Regions from separate parts of the Mus musculus genome. Here regions 2, 3, 4, 5 and 6 are each linked to region 1. A link is a contact called in public HiChIP or PLAC-seq, Micro-C and promoter capture Hi-C data. All regions are on one chromosome and are shown on one strand. Each heading gives the region's core, a stretch centred on a gene start, on an enhancer-like site or on the middle of the called end of the contact. The rest is flanking DNA. Distances are from core to core; before and after follow the strand shown.

Region 1 (4,256 bases), core at 1,247-3,746:
CAGATACAGATAAGTCCACTGCACCCCACATCTCCTAAGTGGGTAGCTTAAGATCAAAGAGGGCTGGTCTGCTGGCTTCTGACCTTCAGCTAATGCTGCCTGACTTGATGGTAGTATCCGCCTGTACCACCCTTATAGTTCTTATCTCTTTGACCCTTAAGCCATCCTCATGACACACAAGTAATCTTCACAGGAGTGATCATGGAGAATCCTCTTAAATAACCAGGAAGCCCAGGTGCCCAAGAGGAGAACTCACATCCTCCAGGGTATAAAGTTGTTCCTGGATTATATGGGGGCTGAGGCAAAGGCTGGGGAGTCGATGAAATGAGAACCTGAAGGAGGATTTAAACTCCCTTGAGCCTCCTCATAGCAATTAACTAGTGGGAGCTGTTTTTTTTTTTTTTCCTTTTTTCTGTTACTCAGACTCCAGCACAGAGCATGATGTAGAAAAGTGACTCCAATATTGAGATCCTTGGATAGTGTTGAGCCTCTGACAGTTGACAGAAAAAGAGGAGTGTGACCATTGGAGGCTCTTTGAGCCTGCTCTCTCTTTTGAGTCAGGAAGTGCCCAAGGTGTCAAGGCCTTTGAACACCAGCCCAGACAGGAACTTAACCTTTAGCCAAGTTGCCTAGCAGAGGCCTTGAGTGAGAACCGGTGTAGAAGCCCCCCAGGATGGTAAGTACCCACAGATTTGGGGTGACTCCCTTCCTTCACTCCAGGAGCTAGAGGTGCTGCAGGCCTAAAACTTTGCTTTGCTGAGAGTACACACAACCCAGACAAGGCCACTGGGAATCTTCTATGCCCCCAGGTCACACCATGAAGGAATGAATGGACCCTGTTCTACTTCTCTAAGAATACAGCTTTGCACGCGCAAGCTCTCGAGGGGGGATGGGGGGAATTAGTCTACCTAGCAACTGGCACAACATCCCAGTTTGAGTGGGAGCCTAGAGAGCAAGATGGCCACATAACATCACCTGTGTACATACAGAAGTGCAGCCTCCAGTGGATGATACCACTGCTCCAATCTGCGAAGCTTTGGGGCTTTACATGGGAAATAATCTTGTCAGTACTTTGGCATCCAAGAAAGGGAAAACCTCACAAATTGTAAGTGGTTTGGGTGGAGAGAAGTAGCGATGTGCCAGCTATGTAAATCAGCATATGTTGAGACAAAAAGAAATTGTGACAGGTCAGGAGGAAGTTAGAAAGGTAGGCAAACCAGGAAAACGAGGAAGCAACCCTACCTAGAAACTGATTGGAGCCAAGTGGGTGCTTCTATTTCTACCAGGAGGGGCTGCGAACGGGGTGAAGGGTGGTGAGTATGTGCCTGACCTAGGTGTGTCTTTGGATGTAGCTGTGCGGACTGCACTTTCCCGCCGTCAGGCAGGCTTCATTGGCAAGCTCCTGCTTGGTACCAGAAGTTGGATGCCTAGGGTTTCAGGTTCTTTAGCACGTGACAGTCTGTGCCCTGCCGCCGGCACAAACTGTCTAGGACTGGACTGGGGCTGGAAGCCGTTACCAGTTGATGTCAGAGGATCTGATGGAGAAGACCTGGCATTGGACCAGTCTACCCAGTGTTCTGCGCAAGCTAGGTCAGCACAGGGGCTGGGACCAGCGCCGCCTGGCGGAAACTGCTTGTGATCAGAGCGAAGCCTGGCTCCGCCGGCTTAGAGAAAGGAAGCTCCGCGTGGAACGAGTGGAGCAAGAGATTCTTTGACCCAGACACTTCTTGCGGCACAGCAGCTTATGGCGAGGCATGAAGGAACTCAGTCCTGTGCCCGGAGGGATTAAAAACAAGTTCACCGAGGCCAAGCCCTCTAGAAGAAGTCACTTGTGTTGTGCCTTGCATCAGAGAGAGGGTAGAGGTTGGGAGTCTGTGGGTTAAAGCAGAGGCAAAGGAGGGCGCTGAAGCCAGCAGATAGCCAGAAAGGACTTTAGACCCAGTACTAAAAATTCGGGTTTCCTGGCACAGTGAACCTCTAGAGACTTGGGAAAATATTTTGCATATTTATCCAAGAGAGAAATCGACCCATGCCTAGAAGGGTCCGGGACTCAGCTGGCGTCAACGTCTGCAGTCTAGTATTCCCTCTGGGCCCTGGGCCCTAGACTCACTTTAAATCAGGTAGATCACGCCGGGGCCGCCAGCTCCGCGAGTGGCGGGACCTGCCCGGTTCCAGCGCAGCCACCTCGGCTTCAGCTTGCCATTAGGATCGCAAGCGGGGTCTGGAGCCCCTGGACCCTCCGTGCGCACCGTCAGCTAGAGCAATTGGCCACCAGTAGCGACAACGGAGTGGGCTAGGGATCACAGTAGAAAAAAAATCAGCCGGCTGGGTTGGGAGCACCCCATCGTGCCGCGCTGTGTCCCCGCCTCGGGGGTCCGGATCTGTGGGCGGGGACTGGGGCCCCGCCAGGCCCGGGGCTGGCGCGGGCAGGAGGAGGGGCTCCAGAGCGGGCCAGGGGCGGAGCGAGCGGCCGCGTCGCGCAACCAAGTGAGTTCGCTCCGAAGCCCGCGCCGCCGCCGGCCCGCACCTCGGGCGCCCGCCGCCCCCGCCGCCGCCCGCGCGGGGGTGTAGGATGCTGGCGGGCGCCAGGCTCCAGCGGCGGCGGCGGCAGCTACAGCAGCCCCAGCAGCCCCGGTGGCGGCAGCCTCTCCCGTGGCCGATGAATGCAGACCCACCGCCACCGCCCTGGGTTTGGATGGTCCCCGGCACCGCCGGGCTGCTCCGGCTTGGCGCCGGGGTCGCGCCCCCGCCGGTGCTGTTGGCCTCGGCGCAGCCTGCCTCCGCCCCGTTGCTCCCGCGGCTGCCGGGCTGGCCAGCCCCGGGAGAGCCCCTGCTGCCCCTGCTGCCGCTGTCCTCTGCGCCAGACCACGCCGCCGTGCACCATTATCCCCTGCTCCACGGACAGGTAACGGCTCCAGCCCTGATCCCACCCAGGCTCGGTATTGCGGGTCCCTTCCTATCCTGGGGCTGCCCTGACCCTCGGGTTGGCTCTTCTCCGTTCCTGGGTTGTCCTGGGTTCTCCATACCATCAGGACGCAGCCGCGCATTCATACATTGGCAAGAAAGTTCATGCTTCGACGTCCGGTTTTGCTTTGGCAGTCTTTTTTTTTTTCCCCAATATTTTCCCCTGGCTCTCATTAGACCGCCCTAGATCCCGCATCCCTGGCTGAAGCCAAACAGCCTGGACCCAACTTTCCCCGGCGCCGGGCGCTGTCCAGAACGCGGTCCTGAAGTCGCTGCCTCCAAGCAGAGCGCTGCAGCCAACAACCGTGGCTGCCATCGCCTCGAAGTTAATACTTTTACAGTCTCCACCAGACTTGAAAGCAAGCTGCAGATCAATAGCTATTTCTGATTCTGATCTGGTCCCCCTACTCCTTCACATAGATTCAGGGCAGTGCTTAAGAGAATTCCAGCCACGGAAGGCAGCCTGGAAATCCTGCCATGAAAGCGTCTTGTGTGGGGAATTCCTCTCCTGCCCTCTGAATTCCCTCAAGCCAGATCCTACTTTAGAAGAGTTTGGCATGCAGAGACTGGAACAGCAAAGAAAAGTGACTGCACCTTTGATTGATGGTGTCGTGGTGCAACCTTTCTCCTGGCTTCGGCCAAATTCCTCGTTCACTATCTGTGCGAGTGAGTTTGAATGCAGGAATAGCTTGCATTTCACGCCGAAACGGATACCATTAGCACATTCAAATGAGCATTTTGTCACAATATACCTTTTCATTATTTTAGCCCGGTACCACCTTGTGACTTTTTTTTACAAGACGTCATGAAACTCCCCGTAAGCTATTCCTTAGACTTAACGATGCAGATACATGCTGTACTGGGCATCCTATCTTGATGTGTGATACACATAGTAGTCAGCTTTATTGGATAAGCTCTGCTAGCTTTTGCCATGTTTAGGAGGGTTGCCATTTCAGAGTGTTACCACTAGAGGTACATAATGTCAAGAAATCCCCCAAAAACACCCTGTATAAATAATTTTTTTAAAAAAAATTTCAGAAAAAAAATCTTAGCATTAGTCTTTTGAATATTGCTGCTATTCACTATCCAAATAAGGATAGGGAGAATCAGAAAGCTATTTTTACATATAACAAACAAACAAACAAAAAATGTGACTTTGAAACAGTAGCCACTGAGTGTTCCCCCACCTCAGCATTACTGGGGTGGTTTAGTGGGTGACCCATACTTGGTTGTGTGCCCTTCCTGTGCTGGCTGTATTATTTTCTGCACTGAGATCTTCCACCAATTTTCTT
Region 2 (4,256 bases), core at 1,128-3,627, 990 kb after region 1:
AGGCCAGCCTGGTCTACAGAGTGAGTTCCAGGACAGCCAGGGCTACACATAGAAACCCTGTCTCGAAAAACCTAAAAAAAAAAAAAAAAAATTGGAGCTGCTCCTGAAACAGTCCAGGATTCCAGACACTTAAGTAACTTATCTGTAGATCCGACCCTCTGAGAGATCAGCAGAAAGTCAAACTGCAGTGAGCTGACAAGATTTACAGCCTACAGGAAAGGGATCTTGATCAACTTGGTATTCTCTCATGCTGTTTTTCTTATTTTTTTTATAGAAAGATATATTTTAACTCCAAATTTTTGAGGGGCATGTATGTGAGTGCCAGCCCAAGATGTTGAATCCCCTGGAGTTTTAGGCAATTGTGAGTCAGATGGCATAGGTTGGGGAAACTGAACACATGCACTCTGCAAGAGCAATAGATGCTGGTAATCAATAAACCATCTCTCCAGGCCATGGTTTTTGTTTGTTTATTTTGTTTTGAAACAATGTCTTTCTACGTAACCCTGGTTGGCTAGAACTCTCTATGCAGACCAAGCTGGCCTGGAACTCACAGAGATCTGCCTGTCTCTGCATCCCAAATGCTGGAATTAAAGGTGTACACCAACAAACCAAGCCCTGTTTTGTTCTGTTTTAAAGATTTATTTATGTTTATTTATACAAGTACACTGCAGCTGTCTTTAGACACACACCAGAAGAGTGCATTGGACTCCATTACAGATGGTTGTGAGCTACCATGTGGTTGCTGGGAATTGAACTCAGTTCCTCTATAAGAGCAGTCAGTGCTCTTAACTGCTGAGCCATATCTCCAGGCCCCTGTTTTGTTTTTAAGACAGTTTCTAGTAGCCCAGACTAACCTCCACCTCACTATGATGATGACTTTTGAATTTCTTTTTTTTAAAGATTTATTTATTTATTTTATGTATATGAGTACATGTACAGCTGGCTGTGAGCCTCCATATGGTGGTTGGGAATTGAATTTTTAGGACCTCTGCTTGCTCTGGTTGCCCCACTTGCTCAGGTCAACTCTGCTTGCTCAGTCCCTGCTTGCTCTGGCCCAAAGATTTATTCATTTTATTAAGTACCACTGTAGCTGTCTTCAGACGCACCAGAAGAGGGTGTCGGCTCTCATTATGAGATCTCATTTTGGGTAGTTGTGAGCCACCATGTGGTTGCTGGGATTTGAACTCAGGACCTTTGGAAGAACAGTCAGTGCTCTTACCCGCTGAGCCATTTCACAAGCCTCTGACTTTTGAATTTCTGATCCTCCTTCCTCCATCTACCTTCCTGTCTTTAAGACCCTGTTTGGTTCCTCTAGACAACACCCAGTTAACACACTAGGGAAGCACTCCAACACCAAGACACACTGCCAAGCCTTTTAAAAAATTCAATAGATTCATAATTCCAAAGATACACCAGGTAGGAAGGGTGTGTGACACGAGATTGCGACAATCCATCTCGTGTTAAACTTCACTTCCCACTAGCATTGCCACTAGCTGTCCTCGTGATGTGAAGGCTGCCATCGTCCCAGGAAGCTAACACTACACTGGAACTGGAAAAGGGGATCTTACGGTCTCTGCTCCAAGCAGCTTCTCTACTTCCCACTGGTTCAAACCAGTTCACAGGCCCACTGCTAGACAATCACTGCCAAAGAACTGGCTCTAATTTAATTCGTCAATAAAGCATGGGGGTCTGGGAGCTTTGGTAGAGAACAGTTCAGAACTTTGCGGTGGGCCCTGGAGGGAGGGAGGAGAGGGAGAGCCTATTCAAGCTGCAGCAGGAACCCTGGCATAGCTTCTGAGAAGTCAAGTGTGTAGTTTTCCGTAAAGCCAGGCCGAGAGCCACTCCGTATCCCCGACGCCTGTGGCTGTCCCTGCCCCAGGTCACGGTGTTCCTGTGTATGCTCTCGACCCGCCAGCAAAATCACAGCAGGACTCTGCCCACTAGGCCAGGTTGAGAATTCGAGTTCTCTTGTACCATAGAGCAAAACTGATAGCTGTCAGACTGCAACTCCCAAAGACAACGCCCAGCGCAGCCTCAGGCGTGCCGATTGGTCCGTGGATCTACTTATCAGGACTCAGTAACCAATCACAAGGAAGGAGAGGAGGGCGTGCCTCCCGCGGACCAAGGGTTGCCGAAGGGTGGCAAATCCTAAACAAACGCCCTTTGGGACTGACTTTGTGAACCGAGAATCGACAAGCCACTCACGGCTTGGGCTTGCGAGGCATCGACCTGTGGCTGCTGGAAGAATTACCCGCACTTCAGGCCGTAGGAGATTCGGGTTTCGGCTACTCCTGCCTGCAGCCCCTCTGCGAGGGCAGTCAGTGGAGTCTAGGCTACGCCCCACGCCTCCTCATTGGCTTCTCCAGACACGTGGTCGAGTGGTTCCCGCCTCCGAGTGGCCTGAGAGGCGGTACGTGAAGCCGCATGGACAGCCTGGCGTCGGGCCGCTGGAGACGGCGGAGGACGGAGGAGCTGCCAGCGGCAGGGGACGCGGTAAGCTCCGGGCAGGGCGTGGGCAGAGGGAGGTGGCGTCCTAGCTGGCGCGCGGGCGCCCGGGGCGAGGTCCTTCCGGATGACCGGCGGGCTGGACGTCGTAAGCCTGCTGCCGAGGCGGGGCCAGGGGCGGGGCCTGGGTGGAGCTAGGCAGAGGACAGTCCCGCCCCTCCCGCTGCGCTTGCGCAAAGATGAGGAGCTATGTGCTCCCTTGACTTAAGCTGTAGTATTCTGAGTGTTATGGAGTTCATGGATCACAACTTGCGCCACAAGTCCGCTCTGGCGATCTATCCTCATAAACAAACTGAAAGAGCCAAGTTAAAATTGGAAAGCGGGAAAAGATTTAAAACACCTAGTCGAAGAGGAACAAAGCGATTGAGGAAATCACTCCTAGTCTGACTCAGGAGTCCCGAAGTGAGACTAAAATTGAAATAGAGAGCCAAGAATATCTAAGAAGTCCGTGTCAAAAGTATAGTCTGAGCCGGGAGTGGTGGCGCACGCCTTTAATCCCAGCACTCGGGAGGCAGAGGCAGGCGGATTTCTGAGTTCGAGGCCAACCTGGTCTACAAAGTGAGTTCCAGGTCATCCAGGGCTACACAGAGAAACCCTGTCTCGAAAAACCAAAAAAAAAAAAAAAAAAAAAAAAAGTATAGTCTGGCTAGCATTGTCTAGGCTTCAGTGTCCTTTTTTTTGGGGGGGGGGGGGGCGGGGAGTGTCTTTCTCCGTGTAGCCCTGGCTGTCTTGGAATTCACTCTGTAGACCAGCCTGGCCTCAAACTCAGAAATTCACCTGCTTCTGCCTCCCAAGTGCTGGGATTAAAGGCGTGAGCCACCACTCCCACACCTTCAGTGTCATCTTGTGAAGGGGTCTGACAGAACTGTGTGAAATCTTTCTTTGAGACAAGTTACCCCCCCCCCCTCGAAGCCGCCGCTCTGGGACGCTGGCGTGAGATTCCTGGAGAAATTACCATTTCTTTGGAATCCATTGTTTGAATAGTCTGATAGTTGGTTAAGAGACAGGTCTCTGTAGACCGGTTCCATATCTGCCAAGCCTATAAATGGAGCACTATGAAAGCCCAGGTGCTTAGTCTGTAGAAGACACCTAACTTCCTGCCCCAAACCTGGGGAGAAGGCAAGGGGAAGTTAAGCATTCCTTTAAGGGAAGGTGGAAGTCTTTGGGTAGGCTAAGCTGGCTGTGCCAAGTGCTGCCCAGGAGCTGAGCCTGCAAGGCATCTGACATTGCAACAACCTCTAGAGTTCTCACTAGGTACCTGCACAGTTGAGTTACAAAAAAAAAATTACCAATAAAACAAAACAAAAGAACCCTCAATTGTTGCAGGATATTTGATCACACTCTTCAACCCTCAGATTCTGTTATTTACTGGGAAAACAGCCCTAGCACACACCTTTAAATGCAAACGTTTTTAGCTTGACTGTTGTAAACAGGATAAAACAAAGTCAGCCATGGTCAATAGGCAGAACAAGCAACAGGTGACAGGAAGTGAACATAGAAGTATTAAAACGTCATAGAGAGTAAGGAGGAAGGCAGGAAGATGGACAGAGAGATACACAGGAAGTAGAAGGACACGCAGTTAAAGGGGTTCTTTGATGAAGGTGTGGGAGAATGGCTTTTGGGGGGCATGGCTTTTGGGACATCGACTGAGGAGGAAGGCCAGCTGGGTGTTTTCTCTGTCTCTGAACAAGGAGACTTTTTGTGCCAGCATCTGGCTCCCGAGTCTTCATTGGTAAAATGTAAGGATTGAT
Region 3 (4,256 bases), core at 610-3,109, 960 kb after region 1:
TGCTATTTAGTATTCTTTTTTTTTTTTTAAAGATTTATTTATTTATTATAAATACACTGTACACTGTAGCTGTCTTCAGACACTCCAGAAGAGGGCATCAGGTCTCATTATGGGTGGTTGTGAGCCACCATGTGGTTGCTGGGATTTGAACTTCGGACCTTTGGAAGAGCAGTCGGGTGCTCTTACCCACTGAGCCATCTCGCCAGCCCGTATTTAGTATTCTTGATGGCTTCCTATCCTTCCCCAGGTGTCACTCCCCAGGTGTCACACAGCATTTCCCATGACCCATTCTGAACAGTCACTGCAGACGGGAACACTGTCTCCCGAGTCATCTCAGGCAGACACCAGTGACAAGAATACATGCAGATGGGTTTGCGGTTTGTTGCTGTTCTTGTCTTGCCCCCCACCCCCCTTGAGAGGAAAGAAATGTTTGTTTCCTGATTTTTTACAATAGGGTCTCCTTATATACCTCTGGCTAGCCTGAAACTCACTATGAAGATCAAACTGACCTTGAACTTGCAGAATAAATGGCATGCTAACTTTTACCCACTAAGGCCTGTTTAACACATGAAACATAAAGACAAACTAAGCATGTGAAACACACACACATAAAAGAATCTTCTCAGACGATTTAAGTTCAAGCTTTTCAGGACATGTCCACACAAGCCCTCATCACTTCAGGAGGCCATCTCTGACGTCCTCCGAAACGCCTGGTAAACGACCTGGCTGGATCCATCAGAAGTCAGCTTCTACTTAATGTTACTCTCATTCTCCCTTTTTCTTTTCTTTGGGGGGAAAAAAATTTAAAATCAAGTAAACCTGAAATGCGAAAGGGTTGGAAAGGACTGGTTTTGTTGTTGATGAAGATGAGTTGTTGTTTTCGGTGCTAGAAGTTGAACTCAGGGTTTCTTGTGTATTAAGCACTAGCTACACTGCCAGCCTCTGAATGAGCTATTGTAATTCTCCTCCATACTGTATGGAGTAGCAGATGTCAGCCAGTCAATCTGCCACCTGCCCACTCTGCTCAGTGAGGATACCAAGGCCCCCACATTAGTGGAGAGAGCTTCCGGTACGCCAACCACAAAACAGAGCTTTAACAGAACCGGTCCATTCACCCGGGAGGAAGCCGAAGGGGAGGTTAGGAAACTTGCCCCAGGATTACAAGCACATAAGGGGCTAAGGAGAGGTTGGGGATCCCCGGCAGTGGGCCCTGAAACCCCTCCCTCACCACTCTGCATGCAGATCAAGGCAGGGCAGCATCCTAGAGCGCCGAGGTCCTGGTTTCCCACGCATCCCCAGGGCTGGCCTCAGGAAGGCTTGGCCAAAGGCGAGGCGCGCGCACCCGGCCGCCGCAGACCCTCCCTTAGCCGGCTGGTGGTTCAGGAAAGCCCGGGACCCTAGCTGGGCCTGCAGGCTGGTCGCCAGCCAAGGCTTCCTTCAGGAGGCGCCACATGCGGGTCTCCGGAGGGCAGGTCCATTGTGCACGCGGGCCGCCGCGGGCCGCTTCCCTAGGAGGGGCTACCGCCGCGGCCCAAGTAGGGCCGCCGTTGGACCACGAGCTCAGCTCCGGACGTGCCGCGTTGGGAAGCCGCCCCCAAGTCCCGTGACCCCCCGGCCCGCCGCCCTCTGGTCCCCGGGCCCTCTCGCCGCCCCCGCGTACTTGGTTTTGAGGCGCAGTAGCTCTTCAAACTGCTGGGCAGAGCCGACTTCCACCACTGCCACGGCTGCCTCGCCTGCCTCGGCCGCCCCCGCCGCCATGCTGTCTCCGCCAGACACCAGCAGTCGAGCGCCGGAGGCTCGATAGGGCCGGACGGACACGCGAGGAGGCTGCGCACGGGGAAGCCACGCCCGCTGAGATCGGGGGCCCACCCCTGACACACTATGCCACGCCCTCCGGCACTGAAGGTCACGCCCTCGGACTGGGAGAACTGGGAGGCTCTGGGTTGGGCTAGCGGAGCCTCCTTGCTTTGTATTGGTGTGCTAACTAGCTAGATGCCTTGGCCCCTGGCTGTTGTAGCTCTGGAGCTCAGAAACCTGTAATAGGAAGGGATGTAAGTATGTGTGTATTGTAAATTAGAGTGAAGTCAGAATAGAACATTGGCAAGCTGAAATCTCACATGAAGCTGCATAAAGATGAACTAGGAAGTCTTAAGACTAAAAAAACAATAGTGTCTGAGCACAACCCTGATAGTCCTTGTACCTCAGTCCTGGAGGAAACTCGAACTCTTCTAGAGGTGCCCTCAGAACCCCATAATCAACCTTCAGTACAACTCTGTGACACCTGTTAGCCGTTGCAGCCTTGACACAAGACCTAAATGGCTCGCCCCATTGCCTCTAAGAACCGTTAGGCTCCTTTTTAGAGTTCCTGCACCTTCCCACCCAGGCCCAGCCTCCATGACCCTCTTACTAGAAGCTTCCCTGTACGGGCAGTGACTCGCCAGTGGTATCTTCTCCACACTCTTTCCCATGCTAAGGCAGGAAGTTCCTTAAGTTTGAGTCCAGCCTGGGCTCTACAGTGAGTTCCAGGCCAGCCTGAGTAACAGTAACAGATTACAGATTGAAATATTTTCGATCGATTGGGAATTAAATATGTCCTTTTACCTCTGCTCACTGAGCCATTTTAAAGAACACAGGAGAGTTGCTTGCGGTGGCCACTCCTGTATCCTATTGGCAGCCCTGCTCCTATGATTACAAAAGCCCTGGAAGCTGTGTCACACACATCTTGAGAAACACCCCTACTAAAAATGTGGATCACAGTGCTCCAAATGCAACAGGACAAATTGTTCTGCTTCTTGGCTGGGGGGGGGGGGGGCAGAACCCCAAACTTAGGACTGTAAGAAAATAAACATACGCCAATACCAATAAAGCCATAGAAACCTCAGAAAGACATCAGGGTCACACGCGGACATTAACATCCTGATTATAGTATTGTATTACAGGTTTGCAAGGTGCGATGGGTTGTATATGCTCAGCCCAGGGAGTGGCACTATTAGAAGGTGTGGCCCTATTGGAGTAGGTGTGTCACTGTGGGTGTGTGCTTTAAGGCCCTCATCCTAGCTCCCTGGAAGCCAGTCTCCTCCTGGCTGCCTTTGGAACAAGTGGTGGAACTCTCAGCTCCTCCAGCCCCACATCTGCCTGGATGCTGCTATGCTCCCACCTTGGTGATAATGGACTGAACCTCTGAACCTGTAAGCCAGCCCCAATTAAATGTTGTCCTTTATAAGAATTGACTTGGTCGGGGCTGGAGAGATGGCTCGGCGGTTAAGAGCACTGACCGCTCTTCCAAAGGTCCTGAGTTCAAATCCTAGCAACCACATGGTGGCTCACAACCATCCTTAATGAGATCTGATGCCCTCTTCTGGTGTGTCTGAAGACAGCTACAGTGTACTTACATATAATAAATAAATAAATAAATCTTTAAAAAAAAAAAGAATTGACTTGGTCATGGTGTCTGTTCACAGCAGTAAAACCCTAACTAAGACACAAGGTTTTATCATTGGGAGACAGTACACACATTATCTCTGTCTCGACACACACATCCTTTATATTTTGAAACAAGTTTTCATGTAGGCCGTGACGGCCTAGAGTTGATTATGAAGCCAAGACTGGCCTTGAACTCACGACCTGCTTGCTTCTACCTCCAAAATGTTGGACTTATATGTATGTACCACCTAGTTGATAATAAACTTACCTACTATGTGTACCTAGTTGGTAATAAATGTATTATTGTTTTTATTGAAATACATTCTTAAGTGGCACAAGCTGACCTCCAATTTGCTGTGTAGCTGAAGTTTGTCGTGCTCTCCTGATCCCCCTGCCTCCACCATCCAAGTCCTGGGCTTACAGGCATGTGCTTCCAGACCCAGCATTTTTCTTTTTCATATTAAGTATATATGAATCTACATCTTTGAATAAAGAGTTGACTGAAAACAAAGACTGTAGAGAACTCTTTGGAGGTAAAATGCAAGAGAAAAGAGGGCCTGGCTTTAGTATGAAACCTTGCCTTCATAAAAGAATAAGAAATAAAATAAAGACTGGATACCCACTGGGATGGTTTGTATATTCTTGCACCAGGGGGTGGCACCATTTGGAGGTGTGGCCTTGTTGGAATAGGTGTGACCTAGTTGGAGTAGGTGTGTCACTGTGGGTGTGGGTTTAAGACCCTCACACTAGTTGACTGGAAGTCAGTCTTCCACTAGCAGCCTTTGGATGAAGACATAGAACTCTCAGCTCTGCTTGTGTCATGCCTGCCTGGA
Region 4 (4,256 bases), core at 492-2,991, 830 kb after region 1:
GTGTACATGTTTGCCCCAGTGTGTGCTTTTGTAGATCTCCTGAACCATTTTGTTTATAAGCAATGATATCTTTGAGTCAGAGATGTCACTCAGCCTGATGACAGGAAGTGGGTCTGATGAGGTGGGCTTTCTGTTCTGCCCTGAGGGGACAGTCAGAGGGAGGCCAAGATGCAGCTGCCACCACAAACCTATTTGGTGTCCTCCCCACTTCATTGATATAGTGAAGTATTATGAAGTCTCTTCATCTCCTACTTGGCTTCATGGGGGTTATTTTGGCGTTTTGATGGGTACCGGTGACCATGGCCTCTTTGGCCATCATTGAACACTGTAGACATTGGGGGAAGCCAGGCAATGTCTGGATTTCTGTCTTTCAGCCCTATATCCAGTTTTGGAGCCTCTATCCCCTTACCTAAGGGCTATTTCTGACACCAGGGCATACTTTGTGGTTCTGAGTTCTGCTTCCTCCCTCGGGGTGATCAGGGTAAGAGGATGGAGTGGAGCCTCGGGTAGGAGAAGGTCTTCTCCAAGGATTTCAGTGCTACAGCTCTTATGGGTGATATTCAGTGAAACAGCTCTCTTAGACAATATCTGGTGAAAGCTTGGATTCGTTATTCAGTGTGAACAAGGGCTATATAAACCTTGGAGAGTGGGAAGAGGTTCTTTTTTGGGGTGAATGTTCATTGGCTGAGGCTTAAGGTACTGGGAATACCTCATTTGCATGGAGAGGAACTCCAGGTGCTTGTTAGGCAGGGCCTTCCCCTCCAGGGGAAAGGGAGTTGAACCTATGATTTCACCAAGGACTATGCGACATTCCTCAGGTAGAGGATGTGGGGTCAGACTCCTCAGATAAGGTCAAGTGGAGAAGAAGAAGCCCCACTGAAAAAAGAGGTCCTCCATTTTGTACCAACCTTGGTCATGGTAGACTGAGTCTTTAATAGCTGTGTTTCCCAACAATCCTTGATCTCATTCATCTCCCTAGGGAATTCTTCTGCTACTAACTAACTAAACAACACAAGGACCCACATTCCTTTGTCTCCGGGTATGTGGCTTTAGACTCTATACTTTCTGTGGGATGTCAGAGCTTCCCATTAAGCATTGTTGTCTGCAATTAACTACTAGTGACGCTGTATTATTTTATCTAATCCCAGCTCACTGTCCTGCTGTCTCCTCCCCTCTCAGCAAGTACTTCTTGGAATCATATTCCTGGCACAAGCTCAGCACTCAAGTATTTGTCTTAAGGTTTCCTTCTAGGGACCCCAGATGAGGATTAGATGGCTCCACCACCTTTTAAAAGGATCTGGTACCTGTTCAAAATGATTTATCTTTCTAATGCTGTGATTGACCCTCCCCCACCCCCACCCCATCCCAAAACTCCTTCCAGGATACCGTATCCCTACTCCATAAGCTTTGAGGAGTGCTGAACCAACATCTAAAATACCACTATCTGGGAAGTACTCTGGGCCTGGAGACCTCTTGTGGTCTTTTGCCTGAGAGGCTAATGTCTGTGGCTGTCTGTGGCCACACAAACCAGGTTCTTGAAAGGTAGGCTGGGGCTATATGGAGAATTGACGGCAAGAGAAATAATGAGACCAAGACAAAATTTTCTGATCAAGGCCCAATGTTTACTTAAGAGTCTGAGCTTATAAAGGGGGAAGGCCCATCCCCCACAACACCAGGCTTTTGATGCTTTGTCGCCAGCCTTCCAGCACTTGGTCCAGGGTGTTGCTTATCTCAGGAAGAAAGGTTTCAGCCTCTCAGCAGGTAGTGGCTGCTTGGAGAAGAGCACAGGTGGCAGAACAATAGACCTATCTAGGTCAGAAGACTCCACCCTAGTTGGTCTTGTTCACAGTGGCAGAACAGGTCTGAGCCAGCCTGCTCAAGGCTGAGGGAGGCTACAAATGTCTATGGAGCTGTACATGAAGTAACATGGGGCCAGAAGGCAGGATGACATGCATATGTGAATCTTCTTATTATTTAAAGAAGATGTTGGTGTACTTGACCCTGTGAGAGTTCATATCCCAACTGTGGCATGACTCTGGGTCCATTGCCATGTGGAAGAGAGGAAATGCATGTAGCTCCTAGGACAGATGTGTGACCTCTGGAGGTCATGGCCAGTTGAGATGGAAGGATTGTGGTCCTGAGTATGTTTTCAGTAGATGTCTGATGCCTTGAGGTACCCTGGAAATTCTCAGAGACCAGGTGACTCTGGCCTCAGGATAATGAGAATAGGACACCTATGCGCGTCTCATATCTCAATTACCCCTGTCTATCAGAACACCAGAGGGCTGGGCTTGCCATTGCCTCTCTTTTTCCTGAGGAAAGTACCAGGAAAAGCACTTCCTTCCAGGGGAGGTTCTTTTTCAAATGACCAATTGATGTCACGGGGGAAAAGCAGGTCAAAGGTAGACTTCTGCTCCTTCCTGGTCCCCGGCTCTGCTGTTGATCTAACAGGAGTCTTCGGAGTCTCCTCTATTTTCACTTCAGTTCCCAGTAAAGGGATTTACAAAATATGCCTTTCAAAGGCCCATAAATCTAGGACTTTTCATTAAGTGGATCTGTATGTCTATGTGTTCCGCCCTCTTTCTCCTCAAAAAGCTACTAGGGTTGGAGAGAGGCCTGGCTTTGAGTCATTGTCTTAGTTTTCCTTCAGTTGCTATGAGAAAACACTCAAGCCAAAACAACTTAATGGAAGATTTATTCTGGCTTACAGTTCCAGAGGATCATGTCCATCATGTCGGGAAAGACAGAAGTGTAAGCTCAACTGGTCACACTGCAGCAGCAGTCAGGAAGTAGAGAGAGAAAAGAAAGTGGAACCTGCCTATAAATCCGGAAGGCCCACCTCCATTGAGCTACTTCCTCCAGTTAAGACTCCACTTCCTAAGGGGCTCACAAATTCCACACACAACACCATGAGCAAGAGACTGTGTGTTCAAACACACAAGTCTCTGGGGGGCATTGCATTTTCAAGCCACAGTCGTCCAAGTCGTCTGTTTTCTTGCTAGTGACAAAGCTTGTACAAAAATACACAAATGCAATTAGGTAAATGTTAGAAGCAGAATGAGAAGTAAATCCACAAAGCTTCTTAAAAGCTGCCCATCAACATACTACTGAAAGCTACTAAAAGATAAAAGGGCAAAGCACAAGTAACAATGATGGTGACATTTGGCGCCACCTCCTTCCTGGGCCATCTAAAGCTGAAGTCATCTGCATGGGGCATGTTGGATTCCTCTGAAGTCAGAGATCCTTGTCTTCCCTAAGACTCAGAATGTTGCTCATCATGGGTGCAGCAGGTATTAGGTACCTGCCAGACTATCTTCCTTTTAGACTTCCTCTGTTGGATAGCAGCAGCCTTGCTGACCACACTTGACTTTGTGGGGGCTGGTTCTCTCATGTTTGTGACGATCCCCCAATTTGTAGACCTTGGAGTAGCTAACACTCTAGCCAAGGATGGTTCTGTGGGTATTGGAGACTGGGGGCAACAAACAGAGGACTGAGATCTGCACAGGATGACCAGTCCTGGTGCTTTCAAATCCCAATGAGATGCGACACTCTATTGAAAAGATAAGGGTGTGGAAGCTGAGTGTTCTAGTTCTGCCACAGCTTTGTTCCCAATGTGGCTGGCAGTGAACCTCATGGCACATAGATGATGTCAGAAATTGGGTCATCCGCTGATCTCAGAATCTACACTATCAGACGCTGCATATACTCAGATCATAGATTCATCCCCTAGCCACTGAGGATGGGGCTTCCTGTGTCAATCTTCACTGCTTGGACAATACTCCTGCAGCCTGTGGTTCTTCGGTGCCCTCTCCGTCTCCATAGCTACCCTCTGTAGCTGTTTCTATTGTGATCATTTCTAGCTACCAGGCTGTGATGGTAACTTAGTCTTATTTAAAAAAAAAAAAAAAAAAGTAATTTCTCAAAATGGTGCCCAGCCACAATTCAGAGGAGCCACTGTCTTACCAAACCAAATGAATAGGAGGCTTATAAAAAGGAGGTTTATTCTATGGTTGAACTGCTCATGTCTTCACCAGGGTCATCCAGTTTATATTTTGCGTGAGGCTTCTGAGCCCCATCACCCCTGCCTCCTAAGGAGCCTGGAGCTATGTGTTGCTTTCTTCCTATTGCTGAGTCTCTCTCTTTTTCTCCACTTGCCAGCTTCCCTAACATCTCCTTTGCAACCTCAGATGCTCTTCCAACATTTCTGTCTTTGGAAGAACCTATATTTTGTTATTAGGACTCTACTCATTTGCTAC
Region 5 (4,256 bases), core at 1,037-3,536, 690 kb before region 1:
TTGCAGATGAAACTCTCGCATGGGCCTCAGAATCAATGGCCTAGCTTTGGTGGAAAATAGTGGAGACACACAAGGAACAGAGGGGTAGATGCAGAAGAAACCTGTGGCTGCCCCTTTCCTACCCATTATGAGCCCCAACTCTTCCTGTGAACTAGCCAGGGAAACTACTCCTCATTGAACAAGAAAACCTGGCTACATGCCCCAAATTCCTGTGGCCCATGTGGCAGCCAAGCCAGACCTCCAGGCCAGCTTCAGCCCTGTTATACACCAGTGTGAGGCCAGGAGAACCAGCTGAGAGAGTGCCAAGCAGAGCCTTATCAGCCTACAAGGACGACAGGGAGCCCTTTGTATACTCCACTGTTTTGACCAACTGCCTAGTGTTGGGCTGAATTCTCAGGGTTCTCCTATTCTGTCATTACCACACAGTCTTCCAAAGGCCTGGCAACTAAGCCCAGCCTACATCACCCAGCCCCCTACCCACACACGATTTTTAAGCTGGTTGGGGGAAACGACGAAAAGAATGACTTGTAAACGTTTTGTGAAATCCACATTGCAGCATCTAGGGATGAGGTTCATAGGTCCATTCCTGTCCATGAAATCACCCTGCCCAGGAGTCCTCAAGCAAGATAGACATGGCATGGCCCCCAAGCTGAATGGACTTCCCATCTGGCCCGTCGTGGAAGTAGCTTGCTGACTCTACTTAGCATGGCTGCAGCTCTTTTACAAACTCTCTCCAAATGTCTGAGTGCTCACTAACCAGTCTCACTGAGCATTGGTATCTACAAAGGCCTACCACAGCCACCCACTTCGTGGGGCTGGTACTCAGGACCACACCCCTCCTCTTCCCCTCTCTGCCTAGCCATTATCAGAAAAATCTAGGATAACTCAGCCCTTAGGAGGAATCTCTGAGCCAGAAATCTTGAGTTCTGGGGGTCCTTATTTAGACTCCTATTTTCAGGCACCAGAATTTGCACTCTGGGGTTCCCCGGATTTGGGGGAGCAAGCAATACTGTGATATACACTATCTAGATGAATGGGAATTCCAGTGAGCCCTCTCTCTTTTCATGAACACTGCTTGACTAGGCAGGAGACTGCTACCTCCATCTCTACTCACTGCCAGCTAGCTGGTGGGACTTTTCCCTCAGGCCTGGACCCCTAGGAACAGTAGGCAGCCAAAAGGCAGGAACTACTTTTGGTTCCTCTAATAGGAGAAGAGGACTCCCCGTAGAAGGCTAGGGAGCTGACCTCTCCAACAGCCTGATTAGACTCCAGAGCTCTTATGATGAGAACAAGTCTAGAGCTTTTTAAAGACCTCCCGGAGCCCGCGACCTGGTCCAGCTGATCCCAGCTCCCTTTCCCTTCCCCCGAGGCTTCCAGCAGCCCCATTGGGAAGGCTTTGTTTCCTGGCCGGCAGGGTGGACACACTGACCTCTCACTTTCTGCGTGTCTGTATTGAGGAGGTCTGTTCTGAAAGGGGGCTCTGTAGGGATGTTGGTTTCAGTGGTCAGTTAGTACTCACCTCTCCGTGGAGTCTCCGAACCCGGCTTCGTGCAGGGGCTCGGGGCCTCCAGGGACATCAGATCTACTAGCCAGGGCTAAATCGCTTTGTCTCGGACAAAGCGCTAGAGACACGAAAGCGGCGCGCCCAGGGGGTAGACGGCCACGGGCTGCTCTGGGAGCAGCTTCGGACGTCCGAGTGCCTTGAGGCCCCGGGGCCAACAAAGGCTGTGTCCGCCGGGCGTCCTGGAGACAGAGCTCCAGGCAATGTCCACTTGAACCCCATCCGCCACACGCTAGACCCAGCAGGAGGCCGGCCACCTATGCTCCGGCTAGCAGGCCGCTCGCGTACCCGGCCTCTCCAAGCGGATCACCGGATTCCGGAGAGCTGGCGGGGCCGCGGGCCTGTGCGCCGACTGCGCAAAGGGTTCCGCGCGGCCTGGAGAGCTCTCTCCGCTGCTGGCGGCGCGCGAAGGAGAGGGCAGAAAAGGTGGCGCTGGGCTGGGGACTGGAGCAGGTGTGGGACTCACGGACAGGGCCGGGAGGGTCGTCCGTTGAGCGTGCAAGCCAAGCCACTCCCGCCGTGGGCAAGGGGCGCAGACGCAGCGAGGGCGGGGGCCCGACTCACCGTTATCCGGGGAATGCTCTTCTTGCCTTGGAAGGACATCCTGATACACGGGCGGGCTGAGTGTCCTCGGTAGGGGCTGCGCGGGCGTGGACGTACCGACGAGGACACGCGCGGAGCTTAGGAAGTCCGAGTGTGAGCTAGCCCGGCTCTGGGCTCCGATTAGCTTATTTGCATCCAGGCCCCGCCCACCGACCGTCATTTGCATCCGGGCCCCTCCCCCTTGCTCCCGTTTGTGCTGGTTTGCTTGGAAATCTTTCCCTTTTCCTTTTCTTTTCCTTCCCTCTCTCCCTCCCTTCCCCAAGAGCATCCTGGAGGCCACAGGCTGGGACCACTGCACCCCGGTCCACCTGTGCGGAGTAGAGAAGGATGACTTACGACCTGTCAGGACCATCACTTATGAAGTTTGCAATCAGGGAATGACAGGAGAAGAGTTACCTGGCCAGCCTGGCCGCACCTAGCCTTGTTCTGTGGTGGCCCGAGGCATCCTAGGCTCCAGGGTTCAAAACTAATTCTCACATCTAGGTGGAGGAGCCAAAATCTAGCCTAGCATCTCTAGCAGAATCCATACATATTCAAGGAATGGTTCCGGGTTGGAGCGCAATCCCCTAGCCTGGTGTGACCGCGGGACTAGGGAGTGGTGATGCCTAGGCCAAACTGTTCCTTGGCAGGTCACACCAGTCTAAGGTAGGAGGTGGGTAGTCATTGAAGTGGCAGAGAGAAACAACCAAGACAAAGATGAAAGGGCTGGACTGGACACTGCCAGGGAAGACCGAAGAGGAGACTCTGTAGAGAAATCCAGGTGGGACCAGGACCGATAGCTAGCCAAGCTTCCTGCCCCAAACCTGAGTCCTACTTCCTTTACCTGCTGAGGCCTGCAGACTGGGGCCACATTGGGCAGGCCCCAGGGACAGGTTGCGTTGGCTGGATCATCTCTGCCTGGCTCTTTGGGGGCCCTGTGGTTCCTGGTGTAGCTCACCAACCTGAGGACTTCTTCAGGCTGTCGGGTGGTGCATCCATCGATAGCTCTTATTTTCCAAGACATCCTCCGCACAGCAGAAGAAAACACCAAGCTTAAGCCCAGCCAGAGGCTTCACAGACATGCAGGGTAGGGCCGGCTATCACAGTGGGAGTAGGATATTTGCAGCCAGGTGACCCCAACCCCTAGCATGAGGCCTGCATGTGGAATGGGGCAGTGCTGCAACCTCTTGGGCCCCCTCGGAGCCCACATAAGCCTTTCTGTACTGATGCTGTCCATAAACAGAGGGTGCTGAAAGCGTTGGGCCAGGCCAGAGGCACCAACTGTCCTGAAGAACCCTGGCGACTTGCCCTCAGGACACAACTTCCACCCCACTCCCAGAAGGCAGGGCAAGAGCTGTGAAGCTGGTGTCTACTCCAAGTGCTGTGGCAGCATCCATGCTGGACCATGATGCATCCATGCTGGACCATGATGCATCCATGCTGGACCATGATGCATCCATGCTGGACCATGATGCATCCATGCTGGACCATGATGTAAGAAGAGGGTCTAAGGACCAGCAAGGACAGCCTATTCTAAAGCCGAGGTTAAGGATTTGGAACAAGCCAGAGGTGTTCTCAGACACACCCCTTAACCCCACAGGACATTAATTGTTGTCATTGTGGAGTCTACAGTGATGGATGGATTTTAAACAAAAGACCCCCACCTTCACATTGTCCACCCAGCCAGTCCTTTAGAACACATTCCTGGACAATGAGTTGCTGTGACACTCTACAGGGGTCATGGGCCTGGCAGTGAGTCTAGACTATACCACCTTTCTTCCCACCTGCCCTGGACACCCCCTCCCCCAAGGCACCTGTAAAATTTCAGCTCCTCATCAGAATGGGAGCTTCTACAATGGATATAGCCAACTGTTCTTATTAAGGTGCCAAAGGGTTGGTTTTTTTTTTTTTCCTTTCCTAAGCTACTTGAATTTGATGAAGTCACTGAAATAGAGCTTACTGGTAGCCATCTTCAGCTAGCGACTGCCAGCGTCTTTTGACTGAAGGGGCTGTCCTTCCAATGACTTTAAGTGTCTGTGGATGAGGCTGCAGATAAGGTGTGGGCTTCCCTCCCCAGTGGGCATGAGGTCCAAATACTGAAGGCAGGGAAGGC
Region 6 (4,256 bases), core at 518-3,017, 560 kb after region 1:
CACCAAACTACCACACATCCCCAGAATGCAGGACAACCATCTTAAAATCATTTGAGAGACCAAGGGCTCTTAGGTGAAGTCTCTTGTGGACACATGGAGATGTCAGCCAACATATGCCCATCACCAAGGAAGCCTTGGTGGGTAAAGAATCAAGATCTCGAGGCCACCAGGCTTCTTACAAGACGGTTAAGTTATGTTGAAAGCATCAAGCACATACAGCCCACCAGGGGCAGCAGCATCCTCAGAACCTACACAGCTCTGATCTCTGCAGTAAGAAAGATACAGATACAGATACAGATACAGATACAGATACAGATACAGATACAGATACAGATACAGATACAGATACAGATACAGATACAGATACAGATACAGATACAGATACAGATACAGATACAGATCTCCAGGATTAAAAAGAAAGAGGGACCTCCCAGGGTCACATGTGGGTTAGGAAACTCTTCTAACCAGGTCAGCACATTTTCTGTAGATTAGGGTCTTGCCAAGAGAGTTGCTATGAGCTTCACTTATATAATCTTGTGGACACTGCTATGTAATGTTTAGGGCTGAGCCCTGGCAGCCATCAGCCTCTTCAAGAAAACCAGTGGCTCCCAGTGCATCAGGAAATGGCAGTTTCTCGCCGATTAAGAGAACGCCAGCTGAGCTGTGGTGGCGTTAATCATAGCAGCTGGGAAGCAGAGGCAGGTGAATCTCTGAGTTTGAGACCAGCCTAGTCTACAGAGAAAGTTGTAGGAGAGCCAGAGCTAAACAAAGAAACCCTGCTTCAAAAAAATGGAGCGAGAGAAAAAGAGAGAAGGGGAGGAAGGAAGAGAGAGAGAGAGAGAGAGAGAGAGAGAGAGAGAGAGAGAGAACATCAGCCCAGAGTGTGCCCTCTGAAGAAGGCCATATAAGACTTAAGCATCACAGTGCCAACAGAATCTGGGTATCCCATAGCTAACAACACAAATATCACTGCTGTCTAGAGGTAATACCATACTGTGCCATCCATACTGTGCCCAGTAAAAAACGTGAATGAGCATGCAGTTGCACACATACTTGCCTGTGTCTGCAAATTCAGGTATCCATATATATATGGATACCTGAATATATAATGTATGTCTTATAAATATATGTGTAATACAGAATTGCATGTAATATGCATATTTATATGTATACCTTGGATTTATGAATATGACACACAAATACATTTAAACCTGCTTATGTAAATGCACAAGATACAGGGGTGTCCTGTATTTATGTGTCCACAATATATACAAAGGTGCATGCCATCTGATTCCCCTTAGGCACATTCTAAACTACTTATCTCTCCATCCCAAACTCCTCATGACACAGGAAAGAACTTGATAGAGTTGCCAAAAGCCCCTCCAGGTTCCTGAACTACGGGAAAAGGAATGGAGAGGCACTTTCCAGCTATGGAACTGGCAGGGAACAGTTGACAGAATTTTTGCCTCTCCCAGATTTATGGTGCTTTAATGAGAAAACCAGCAGCAGAGAGGGTCATTATCCCCTTTTACAGCCAGAGGAAGGGCTCACTGTGGCTTAAGTTCATCCAAACAAACTGATAGGAGCAATTTACATGGTGACTCCAGCACCGGGCTTTGTAAATCCCCTCTTTCAGTCTGGGTCGATTCGGAGAAAAATCTACATTTGGTGTTATTTTTTCCCTAGATGATAAATGATCTTATACTGTCCTTGACCCCCTCTAATAGCCCTGAAGAATAGGAGACATCACAGTGTGTGATTCAGCAGCCTGCTCCTGGACCGTCAGCGTGGACCACAACCGCCCCCTGCAGCAGTGACTCAGCCTCATAAATATTTAACATTTCAGCTGTTTTCCTTAAAACAAAAATTGACCCTTATTCAAAGTAATCTACAAATGATCAGTGCTTGCCCTGTTTCAGGAAATCTCTGTCTGGCTTATCCGCACCATTATTAAACATTTATATATTTTATTCACGTCTCTCGTTGTTAGGCCTGACTTACGGGTTTCTGCATTTAGCTCTGTGCTAGAGAAATGTTTTCCCTTTGAAACAGCATTATCGGTGAATTAAACTAGTTCCAAGAATGGTGTCCTGCCCCTTTAAGATTCCTTCTCCAAAGGGTCTTTTCAAGGAAGCAAAAGTCATTTAGGGAAATGTACTTGACCTTTCTTGACCTCCCTTGACCTCATTTGCAGAGTTCTACATCCCAGAGTCTGCTTCACTAACCACGCCCTAGTGATGCTGTGTTGCTCCCTTGTTTGTGTTTGTTTGTTTGTTTGTTTTGCATTTACTTCTTAATGTAATTAGCAGCATTGTATCAGACCTTTTTCCCCTCTTTTCTGCTAATACCCAAGCAAGGAGAGATCCTCAGAGGGACAGGGGTAAGCTGATGTAAGGGCTGCCAGGGAGGGGTGGGGTTGGAGAGGGGCTGGGGGTGGAGCTCAGCCCTGGGCATTGGGACCAGGTCATCCTCCCAAAGCAGCTGTAGTCTGTCCATCCTATAGAGTGCTCAGCCATTCACCTTCTGAGATGGAGAAGCTTACTCCCAAGACAGTAGGTTTGGCCTGACCCACTCAAGGTGGCTTCTCACCCCTCCTTGTCCCTTATGTGGATCCTGCACAGTGAGTCTCTGTGGAATTCCTTACGAAGCCTTCTAGCTGTACTATTGTAAAATGAGTACCACAGGGGCATAGCTTCATGCAGCGGCCCATGGTCAGTACCCCAGCCCAGACACTGCCTGGATGCCCTTTGAGTCACAGCTCTGTCCCACTCTCCCCTCCCCTCCCTTCCCTTTCCCCTTTCTCCCCTCCCCTCCCCTCCCCTCCTCTCCCATACCCCTCCCTCCCTTGAAGGTTAGCATTGTCTTGGTGTTAAAGTCCCAGTTCACATTAATGCGATCATCCTCCATCAGTCTTCCTGCCTGACTTTGATGAACCAGTCTGCCTCCATCTTAGACTTGAGAGCCACCTTGTAGTAAAGACAGCTCAGCTCCTTGTTGCTTAGGATTAAACCTCTGTTTCTCAAGGTTTGGGCTATGCTGCACCTGTAACCTTGACGAGAAATGGTTCTGTCCTGCCTGTTCCAGGAAGCAGCAACCCGGTCTCTGTTTCAAAAAGTTAATCACCAACTTGCAACCATGCCTTACTTTAAAAGGGTTTTTATGACTAACTTGTTATGCTTATGATCTGCTCCTGTAACCACGCCCACCAACCCCCCCAGCCTGCTTTGGAAACCCCCACCCCTAAGTTATAAAAGCTTTGCCTTCCTCAAATCTGGTGCTAACCTCTCAAACCTCACCTTAGGGGGTTGCAGCCCATGTACACAAATAGAAACCTTGCTTTAATTAATTTGGTAACAATGATTTGGGTCTGTAGTCTTTTTCCCTCCATCTTTGGGATCAATAGCTTCTCACATGTCACCGTTTGACACCAAGCCTTCTGTCATTTACAGCCACTGGAGGTTAGTGTCCTATTTTGGCTTTAATTTACACCTCCCTCCTTTCTAGTACCATTGAAGAACTTTTCACATTTATTAGCCACTTAATTCTCTTCTTCCCCACACAGCACCACTCTACGTTTCTACAAAGACTGTCCCTGACTCCCTTCATAGAGTGTGTCAATATTGTGTTGTGACTTTGCTTTAACATCTGTACAGCCATGGCTTCTTCTCTGTTTACCAGGAGAAGAATCTAGCCTAGTATGGACTTCCTGGAGTGGAGGTAGAGGGCAGAGCAAAGGCCAAAGCATGAAGACTTGCCTGCATGGCAGGTAATGAACATAGCCTTTCACCAGAGTCTAAGGAGTGACTGTCTTATTCCAGTGACCAGCTGCAATGAAGCCCATGTGCATGGTGATGTCTCCAGTGGTGGCCACATTGGCTATCTCTGGAAGACCACTTGGTTTCTAGTTATTAGTCTGTCCTTTGGCTGAGAGCCTGGCTGGTTTCCACTTTCCATGGTGTTTCCTCTGGCTGCCTTCATGCAATTCCCTTTGTCTCAGGTTTCCTGAGACTGTGTCCAAGTGTGCCTGCCATTCTTGGGGTTTGGGGATTTGTATCTTTGTTTTCTCATCTAATCTTTCACCTTTTTGCTGCGGTGCCAGGAGGCAGACAGCTGGCAAAGCCGAGACCTAGGATTCCTGGTCTGACATTTCATGTGTACTAGACCAGCAAGCCACACCCTCTATTCCCCTCCCTGTCTTTTCTGCATATTCGGTTCTGGTGTCTTCTACAGGGTTCATTCTTAAGAGTTTTCCTTTA

Evidence for each region. Promoter capture Hi-C pulls out the DNA fragments that hold promoters and counts their contacts. A called contact is a pair of places that touch in the nucleus more often than the background predicts. HiChIP or PLAC-seq counts read pairs in DNA pulled down with a chosen protein or histone mark.
Region 2: a contact with region 1 is called in a Micro-C map of embryonic stem cells, with 8 times the contacts expected there. The contact joins the promoter of 9430038I01Rik here to the promoter of Tcerg1l in region 1. A contact is called at or near these places in 1 of 39 promoter capture datasets (embryonic stem cells), 2 of 484 Hi-C or Micro-C datasets (embryonic stem cells and forebrain) and 2 of 115 datasets of contacts at active chromatin or transcription factors (bone marrow-derived macrophages and embryonic forebrain).
Region 3: an H3K4me3 HiChIP or PLAC-seq map of neural tube shows a contact between it and region 1, with 5 times the contacts expected there. The contact joins the promoter of Glrx3 here to the promoter of Tcerg1l in region 1. A contact is called at or near these places in 4 of 115 datasets of contacts at active chromatin or transcription factors (astrocytes, embryonic stem cells and neural tube).
Region 4: a contact with region 1 is called in an H3K27ac HiChIP or PLAC-seq map of embryonic stem cells, with 5 times the contacts expected there. The contact joins the enhancer-like site here to the promoter of Tcerg1l in region 1. A contact is called at or near these places in 7 of 39 promoter capture datasets (the 3T3-L1 cell line, 3T3-L1-derived adipocytes, cranial neural crest and 4 more) and 9 of 115 datasets of contacts at active chromatin or transcription factors (embryonic basal ganglia, embryonic forebrain, embryonic hindbrain and 5 more).
Region 5: a promoter capture Hi-C map of liver shows a contact between it and region 1, with 3 times the contacts expected there. The contact joins the promoter of Dpysl4 here to the promoter of Tcerg1l in region 1. A contact is called at or near these places in 2 of 39 promoter capture datasets (the C10 cell line and liver) and 1 of 484 Hi-C or Micro-C datasets (embryonic stem cells).
Region 6: a contact with region 1 is called in an H3K4me3 HiChIP or PLAC-seq map of stem cell-derived neural progenitor cells, with 4 times the contacts expected there. The contact joins the enhancer-like site here to the promoter of Tcerg1l in region 1. A contact is called at or near these places in 8 of 39 promoter capture datasets (3T3-L1-derived adipocytes, the C10 cell line, the HPC-7 cell line and 5 more), 1 of 484 Hi-C or Micro-C datasets (cerebellar granule neurons), 10 of 115 datasets of contacts at active chromatin or transcription factors (VIP interneurons, astrocytes, embryonic basal ganglia and 6 more) and 1 of 9 other capture datasets (embryonic stem cells).

The regions. Positions count from the first base shown.
Region 1 is chr7:138,395,970-138,400,225 of GRCm38.p6, reverse strand. Tcerg1l (transcription elongation regulator 1-like) reads left to right here and starts at 2,496. Exons shown (of 12, transcript NM_183289.3): 1 at 2,496-2,905. The coding sequence starts at 2,573.
Region 2 is chr7:137,408,877-137,413,132 of GRCm38.p6, reverse strand. 9430038I01Rik (RIKEN cDNA 9430038I01 gene) reads left to right here and starts at 2,377. Exons shown (of 4, transcript NM_029886.2): 1 at 2,377-2,493. The coding sequence starts at 2,425.
Region 3 is chr7:137,435,176-137,439,431 of GRCm38.p6, reverse strand. It overlaps Glrx3 (glutaredoxin 3), which reads right to left and starts at 1,859. Exons shown (of 11, transcript NM_023140.5): 1 at 1,661-1,859. The coding sequence starts at 1,758.
Region 4 is chr7:137,567,881-137,572,136 of GRCm38.p6, reverse strand. No RefSeq gene overlaps it. Among named protein-coding and RNA genes, the nearest start is that of Gm51411, 84 kb to the left of the region's middle. Within about 2 kb of position 1,741, at least 10 of the 459 cell types and tissues checked have an H3K27ac peak or open chromatin away from gene starts, as enhancers often do. A contact at or near this core is called in embryonic stem cells, where this site is marked.
Region 5 is chr7:139,084,031-139,088,286 of GRCm38.p6, reverse strand. Dpysl4 (dihydropyrimidinase-like 4) reads right to left here and starts at 2,286. Exons shown (of 14, transcript NM_011993.4): 1 at 2,126-2,286. The coding sequence starts at 2,164.
Region 6 is chr7:137,839,157-137,843,412 of GRCm38.p6, reverse strand. No RefSeq gene overlaps it. Among named protein-coding and RNA genes, the nearest start is that of 4930570E01Rik, 190 kb to the right of the region's middle. Within about 2 kb of position 1,767, at least 5 of the 459 cell types and tissues checked have an H3K27ac peak or open chromatin away from gene starts, as enhancers often do. A contact at or near this core is called in stem cell-derived neural progenitor cells, where this site is marked.